Regions from separate parts of the Mus musculus genome. Here region 2 is linked to region 1. The links are chromatin contacts, called in public Hi-C maps. All regions are on one chromosome and are shown on one strand. Each heading gives the region's core, a stretch centred on a gene start, on an enhancer-like site or on the middle of the called end of the contact. The rest is flanking DNA. Distances are from core to core; before and after follow the strand shown.

Evidence for each region. A called contact is a pair of places that touch in the nucleus more often than the background predicts.
Region 2: a contact with region 1 is called in a Hi-C map of CD4 T cells, with 5 times the contacts expected there. The contact joins two enhancer-like sites. A contact is called at or near these places in 2 of 484 Hi-C or Micro-C datasets (CD4 T cells and the G1E-ER4 cell line), 1 of 115 datasets of contacts at active chromatin or transcription factors (effector CD8 T cells) and 1 of 9 other capture datasets (adipose tissue).

The regions. Positions count from the first base shown.
Region 1 is chr6:108,163,351-108,166,837 of GRCm38.p6, reverse strand. The region is part of intron 3 of Sumf1 (sulfatase modifying factor 1); the gene reads left to right. Among named protein-coding and RNA genes, the nearest start is that of Sumf1, 20 kb to the left of the region's middle. Within about 2 kb of position 1,752, at least 43 of the 459 cell types and tissues checked have an H3K27ac peak or open chromatin away from gene starts, as enhancers often do.
Region 2 is chr6:108,538,768-108,542,254 of GRCm38.p6, reverse strand. Itpr1 (inositol 1,4,5-trisphosphate receptor 1) reads right to left here. Exons shown (of 62, transcript NM_010585.5): 61 at 191-352. Among named protein-coding and RNA genes, the nearest start is that of Gm44040, 4.8 kb to the right of the region's middle. Within about 2 kb of position 1,579, at least 19 of the 459 cell types and tissues checked have an H3K27ac peak or open chromatin away from gene starts, as enhancers often do.

The sequences.
Region 1 (3,487 bases), core at 503-3,002:
TGTTTGGTTGATGGTTCAGTCTTTGGGAACCCCCAATGGTCAGGTTAGTTGACTCTGTTGATCTTCTTGTAGAGTTCGTATCCTTCTGGGTCCCTCAGTCCTTTCCTCAACTTTTCCATAATACTTTCTGAGCTTTGTCAAATGTTGGGCTGTGGGTCTCTGCATCTGTTTCAGTCAGTTGCTGGGTGGAGCTTCTAAGGGGACATTTATGCTAGGCTCCTGTCTGCAAACATAACAGAGTATCACTAGTCGTGTCAGGGATTGGTTCTTGTCCATGGGATGGATTTTAAGTAGGGCCATTTCCTCAGTCTCTACAACATCTTTGTCTCTGCACTTCTTGAAGGCAGGACAAATTTTGTTTCAAAGGTTTTAGGGCAAATTTGTACAACCACTCTGAAAATCAGTTTTGTGGTTTCTCAGAAAATTGGGAATAGTTCTCCCTCACAACCCAGCTATACTCCTCATAGGTAAATACCCAAAAGATGCTCCACAGTACCCTGAGGACACTGACTCCACTATGTTCATAGCAGCTCTATTTATAACAGCCAGAAACTGAAACAACCCAGATGTCCCTCACCCGAAGGGATTGAGAAGAAAATGTGGTTGATTTACACAATAGAATACTACTCAGCTGTTAAAACAAAGACATCATGAAGTTTGTGGACAAATGGATGGAACTAGAAACTATCATCCTGCGTGAGGTAATCTAGATCCAAAAGGACATGTGTGGTGTGTACTCACTAATACGTGGATATTAACCATAAAGTACAGAATACCTAGGATATAATCCACAGATTCAAAGAAGCTAAATAACAAGGAAGGCCCAAGGGAACATGCTTGAATTTCACTCAGAATGGGAAATAAATTGTCATTGGATGGAGGGAGGAAGGGAACTGGATGGGAGAGGAAGAGGAGGGGAACTGGTGGGGGTGAGATATAGGGAGAGCAGGGGTGGAATGCAGGGCTGGGGACTTTAGATAAAAATCGGCTTGGGGAAGCACCATCTCTAGGAAGTACTAGACACTTGGGATGGGGGTAGTTCCAGGGAGTCTGTGAGGGTGACTCTAGCTGAGGCTCCTTGTAGTGGGGGACATGGAGCCTTAAGTGGCCACCTTCTGTAGCTAGGCAGGGCTTCCAGTGAAGGGATAAGGACATCAACTCACAAAACACTCCACCCAAAATTTTTCGTTGCTTTTACTGTGTGTGTGTGTGTGTGTGTGTTTTGTGCCTTTACTGCCCTCTTGGAGCCTTTAATTTGTAAACTTTTGTGGGTGGAGGTCAAACCTAGAGTCTTATACATGATAAGCAAACACTATATCACAGAGGTCTACGTTCTATGTGTATTACTTGTTCCTTGAATTACCCCTGTCTTTCTTTTCCCTTAAGTTAAAAATTGTATTCATTTTGTCTCTTGAGTTTCTGAAATAAAAGTAATATTGATAAAATGATTTTTTCCTTTAATTTCCACTTCTTTATTGACTTTGGCACATATGTGTATTTTTTGAGAACACTTTTGCCTATAATTTTATGACTACTTCATTTTGCAACAGCATGTTGTGGGTGTGTACACGTGTGCATGTGTGTATGTGTGTGGCACACTATTATTCTCCATTATTATCCCATGTTTAGATGTGGTTGTACCAGAAGGTTAGTTTCAATATGGTAATGTGGAGAAGTGGTAGAGTTTAAGTAGACTATTGAGACGCACTTTCACTTTCAATATGAGGAGGTAATTAGGTCACTGGGGAGACAGCCTACCGACGGGATTGATGACCTTATAAGCCTTGTTATAAAAGGGCAAGCCTGGGCTGGAGAGACGGCCCACTCAGTAAGCTGCTTGTCTGAGAACATGAAGATGTGAATTTGATCCCCAGATCCCATGTGAAAAAGCTGGCTTCAGTAGTTCATGACTATAACTTTAGAACTTGGGAGACAGGCAGCAGGATTCTTGGTGCTTGGCCTGCCTGTCTAACTTGGTGAGCTCCAGGCCACTTAGAAATTCTATCTGAAGAAAGACATTAAGCGAATGGGGAAGACACCTGACCTCTGGCCTCTAGAACTACATCCATGAATGGAATCATTAGCTATGGACTCATCCTCTTTTTTTTCCCCTCATTTGTGATGATAGGGAATGAGCTTTTTATATGGTAGACACTGAACTGCACTCCCAACCCAAACTAGTTTTCTTTAAACATTACCCAGCAGCTCATATTTTGTTGTAACACCGGGAAAACAACGGGCGCCATCTCTGTTGCTCACTATGAACGTTTGGTGAGTTTTAGAAGGAGGTGTGTCTAGAGCAGCTTTGTAGCTCTGCTCAGATCCTTCCTGCCCTGTCTCCCTCCTGTTACTCTGCTTTGGTGAGGTGGTTTCTGGTTGGTTTGAGATTCTGTGCTGGAAGGGAACCATGGTGGGTCAGTGTCAAGAGTTTGTGGGACAAGAGTCCTGGAAAGTCGGCGTGTGAAAGAGTAATTCATTGGACCCTTGCTGGTGAGGGAACTGATCTTAGGAGCAGCTCAGGTAGAGGGGCTGCTGTGACCACCTGCTGTGACTACCCACCATCATTTCTGTGGTCAGGTATTAGCGAGCTTCCTCTGGGAGGTCCGTGGACACCATCCTTCTCGCTTGTTCCAGGGCTCCTTGTGTGGTAGGAGTTCTCTGGCTTCTTGTATCTTCTGTGCTGCTTGTCTTTGTTGTCATGCGGGCTCCTGTAGGCATTTCATAAATGTTTACCTTACTAGGGTTCATCCCAGAAGGTGGGGCGAATGCACCAGAGGGTTATTTGTTTGTTTTTGTTTTGAGATAGGCTCTCTCTGTGTAGCTCTGCCTGTCTGGAACTCACTCTGTAGGCCAGGCTGGCTTCAAACTCAGAGACGCACCTGGCTCGGCCTTCCAAATGCTGGGATTAAAAGTGTACACCCTCCTGCCCCACTTTGCATTGTGTTATTTACTCCTGTGTCTCTAGTACAGTGACGGTCACTCAGTAGGTGGTTATTATGTATCTGGCAGAATGAAAGCTTATCATTCAGGTGTTGGATTAGAACATTTAGTTCTTGGAAGGGCAGAGCTCAGACCTGGTATGACCTGTTTATCTCTCAGGCTGCAAAGACAGCTCTTCTTTGGTTTGAGATGCTGGTTTGGTGATCCGGGTTGAGGCGGGTTCAGAGCTCCAGAGTTATTTGGAAAGGGAAGTCTAGGGCTAGATGACTGGATAAGATAAAGTACTTCTGTCATTTGTGCTGGATTGAAAAGAGTAGTTGTTTGCTTGACTCAGGAGTCAGTGTGTGGCATGAGCTCAGGAAGACAACTGTGATAACCCTGGAAGGGGAGAGCGCAGTGTCATAGGATAGCAGTTGCTTTCCTCCAACCTGGCTAAGGCTCCTGATAGGATGGGGGTGCAGGAGGTAAGTGGGCGAGCACAGAGCCTGTGTACAGTGCACTTGCATTTATTTTCAAGGCCTAGGTCTTTTAAGGCTCAACGTGGATC
Region 2 (3,487 bases), core at 330-2,829, 380 kb before region 1:
GTGACATATCCATGCCAAGGGTGAGGGCAGCCAAAGCAGTGACTCTGAGGGGGGAGTCTGTCTTCTGACCCCCAGTCCCCTCCATGGAGGTGAGATGCTTCATTACCGCAGCGTGAGTGCTGCCAGAGTTGGGATGGGAGACCGCAGTGAGGATGGGGTGGGGGGTGGGTGAGGGGGTTTGGCCCTTTACCTGGTCCTTTAGTTCTGACAGCTGGCCAGAAAGATTGGTGACCAGCTTCATGGTAGACTCCAGCTTCTCCTGCAGGTTCCTCAGCTCGTTCTGTTCCCCTTCAGAATCGCTGCTGACCAGGGACATGGCTCTCATTCTGGGGAACCAATCAAGGTTTCTTTCCTAGAATTCACAAAGAGAAACAGAGGGAGGCACTTCTGAGGGTGGAAACGGAAAAGAGTTATCTTTTCCCGTCATCCTCCCATGGCTGGCATCAGAGTCTTCCTTGTTAACTCTCCATATGTTGTTTGTTCGTTTATGTTTTGGTTTGGTTTGGAAACAGTACTCATTAGGTACTACTGACTGGCCCAAAAGTGTGTAGATCAGGCTGGCTTTGAACTCACAGAGGTCTCTGTCTGACTCTGACTTACAAACATTGAGATTAAAGGTGTAGATTACTATGCTTGACCCCACTTAATTATTTTGAGAAAAGGACTCTTATTCATGTGAGCTCCCCAACTTGGCTAGACTCCCTGGCCAGCAAACCCCAGAGATCCCCGCTTCTTTGGGAGCACAGGTATACGGACACCTGGTCTGACTTCTTCCGTGGGTTCTGGGGAGCCAAACCCAGGCCCTCGGGCTCTTGTGGCCAGCACTTTACTGACTGAGCCGTCTCCCTAGCCTAGAGAAGCTGCAGTCAACACGGTGGAGCTCTTAATTCCCGGAAGAGGAAACTGCTGTACAATTGAATGTAAGGGGAAAGTAGGCTTCTAGTTTAAGCTCCTAGCTGAGCAGTGGACACTGCCTCTTTAGCTTCTGTCTGTAGTACTACGGCTCTTAGCTTTGCCAAGCTACATGACTGACAAACTTTGTTTCAGAATGGGGCATAAGAACACGCAGAAGAAACAGTAATTTTTAAGTCACAACCCAGGAGCACCGAATACATTCACACTGCTGCATAGCCTACACCAGGCTTCCTACACTCCTTCTTCCTAACTGAAACCCCGCGCCCTTTATGTGCCCCTGATGTTACCATCTTTTCTCTGAGGCTTTGACCACTGTAAGTACCTCACACTGCACTGTATTTAAAAGGAGCTACATGGGGCTGGGGGGAACCTGCATTAAGTTCCTTCCTGTTCTGGCATTTTAAAGGCCATGTGTGAATTTCCTTGGGTAAAGGGATTGTTAATGGACTGAAGACGAGGCAATGGGCTCCTGAATCCATTTCCAGTTTGTGAACTTCTGGAAGGTACCACCACGTTCCTTCCAGCCTTCAGTAGGCGACAGATGCTGCTCACTGTACAAGGCTGGGCAGTTCAGCCACATGCCCCACCCAGCTCCATCCTCTTGGTGTCTCAGCCTGTACGTGTGAACGGTCTTTCTCACCTTTGGTTAGCAGAGTGGGACTTTTCCTTCTCTCACCTCACTTCCTTCTTCCCATGATGCCTCCCTCCTGAACAGCATGCCTCATACTCGGGGCAGGAATGCACAGAGATCCAGGGGAACTGATTCACTCTGGGCCTAGCCGCTGTCTTCTCACCTGGACCACTTTGATCTTATCAATACACACTGCACACTTTTCAGAACACCCCTGTAGGCAGGAACAATGATCTACTATGGGTTCCCAGCATTTCTCTGGGAGCCAGTCTTTTCTGACACAGACTACTTTTGTCTTTATGAACCATATGCCCTCTTCAAGATATCTATGAGCATGATGGAAAAGGAAAGATGCAGCTGTGTGCTTAAAAAAAAAAAAGCCATTATTTACAAGTGCTGGTGGCTCACTGGGTTTGCATTGTGAACTAGTGGTGTCCATATCTTGAGAGACCTAAGTCTAAATATGATATATCAGTTGAGATCAGTTAAGGTGATCTTTCAGGAGAAGCCATTCATAGACCTGGTTCAAAATAAAGAAGGCAACCCATGTTCTTGCACATCTTTGTGTGTGTGTGTGTGTGTGTGTGTGTGTGTGTATGTTGGTGGGGGAAGGGAGTCATGATCTCATGTATCCCAAGCTGGCCTCAAACTCACTGTGTCTAAGTTGACCTTGAACTCTTGATGCTCCAGCCTCTATCTCTTGACAGCTGAATTATAGCTATGTACTGCCATGTCCACTTCGGTGGCTCTGGGCAAGCATTCTACCAATTGAGTTACATCCCCAGCTCAAATCACAATGTAAAACATCAGGGGAGTCCACGAAGGAATTCCTAGGCGCTCACTACTGTTTAAGGTGAGGGGCTGGACCCAGCTCTATGGAGTGACTAGACCAAAGCTGACAGTCAGTGTTTGTGGGAGCATGGAGGGATCCTTCACAGACTCGACTCTACTCACATGAGCTTAAATAGTTAAACATGAGCTGCTTACAATGTTTCTTTTCTGCTGAAAGAAAAACATGGCACTGTCTACCCTGCTATATCCCCTGATAAACATTTATACTACCCCACATTCATTTTAGTAAATTTCTCAACAGAGCGACAGGCAAAAGATCAGCCCATAAAATACTCTGATTCAAAGCTACTAGCTAAAACGCTGAAGTGTTTCTCTGCCTGTAATCTGTTATCTACAGAGCAGCTTCAGTGACCTGCTGCTGCTGAGACTCTACAGGCCTGTGTCAGTCACTCAGACACATAAAACCATCTTAGTTCACGGGATGAAATGCTGAGGGAGAAAAGAATGTTGTATTTCAGAAGACAGAAGCATGTGGCTGCTGGGTAGTGAGCTTTCTCTCATCAGGGTAAACCAGCTTCTGTGAAGGGATCAGATGCTGGGGACTGGCTGACAAAGTCATGTACCCAAATCGATTGAGGGATCTTAGAGGCCAACTTACCCATCAAAAGCCCCAGATATCCAGCCTCACTTTATTAAATTTTGTAGAATGATCCCAGAGAAGGAGAACAAAGATCCCAAATCTTACTGTCATTATCAAGCCCATTTTCAAATAAGATCTTAGGAATTAATTTGTATTTACAAATTCTATATCATTATAGCAGAGTATATGGGTGGACATCTTAAGAGTCATTTGGGCTCGTGTGTGTAAGCAGGAAAGCACTCTAAAAGTATAACAAAATCAACATAAACTGTAGGAAAAATGTGTGGCGCCAAGCATGGTGCAGTGGCCACACAGATAATGTTCATTGCATCTGGGTCCTGGGACCTCTTTAAAAGTAGGTATGTTTGCCTTGGACACCTAATTAGGAAGCGGGTCTTCCATTTCCAGGTGCCTGCCAGGAAATGAGGAAAGTAGGTGTTAGGTAAGAAAGAAGAGGCTGCACTGAGTCACATGAGCAGAAGAGAGGACTATTACAGTCAGACAAGGTA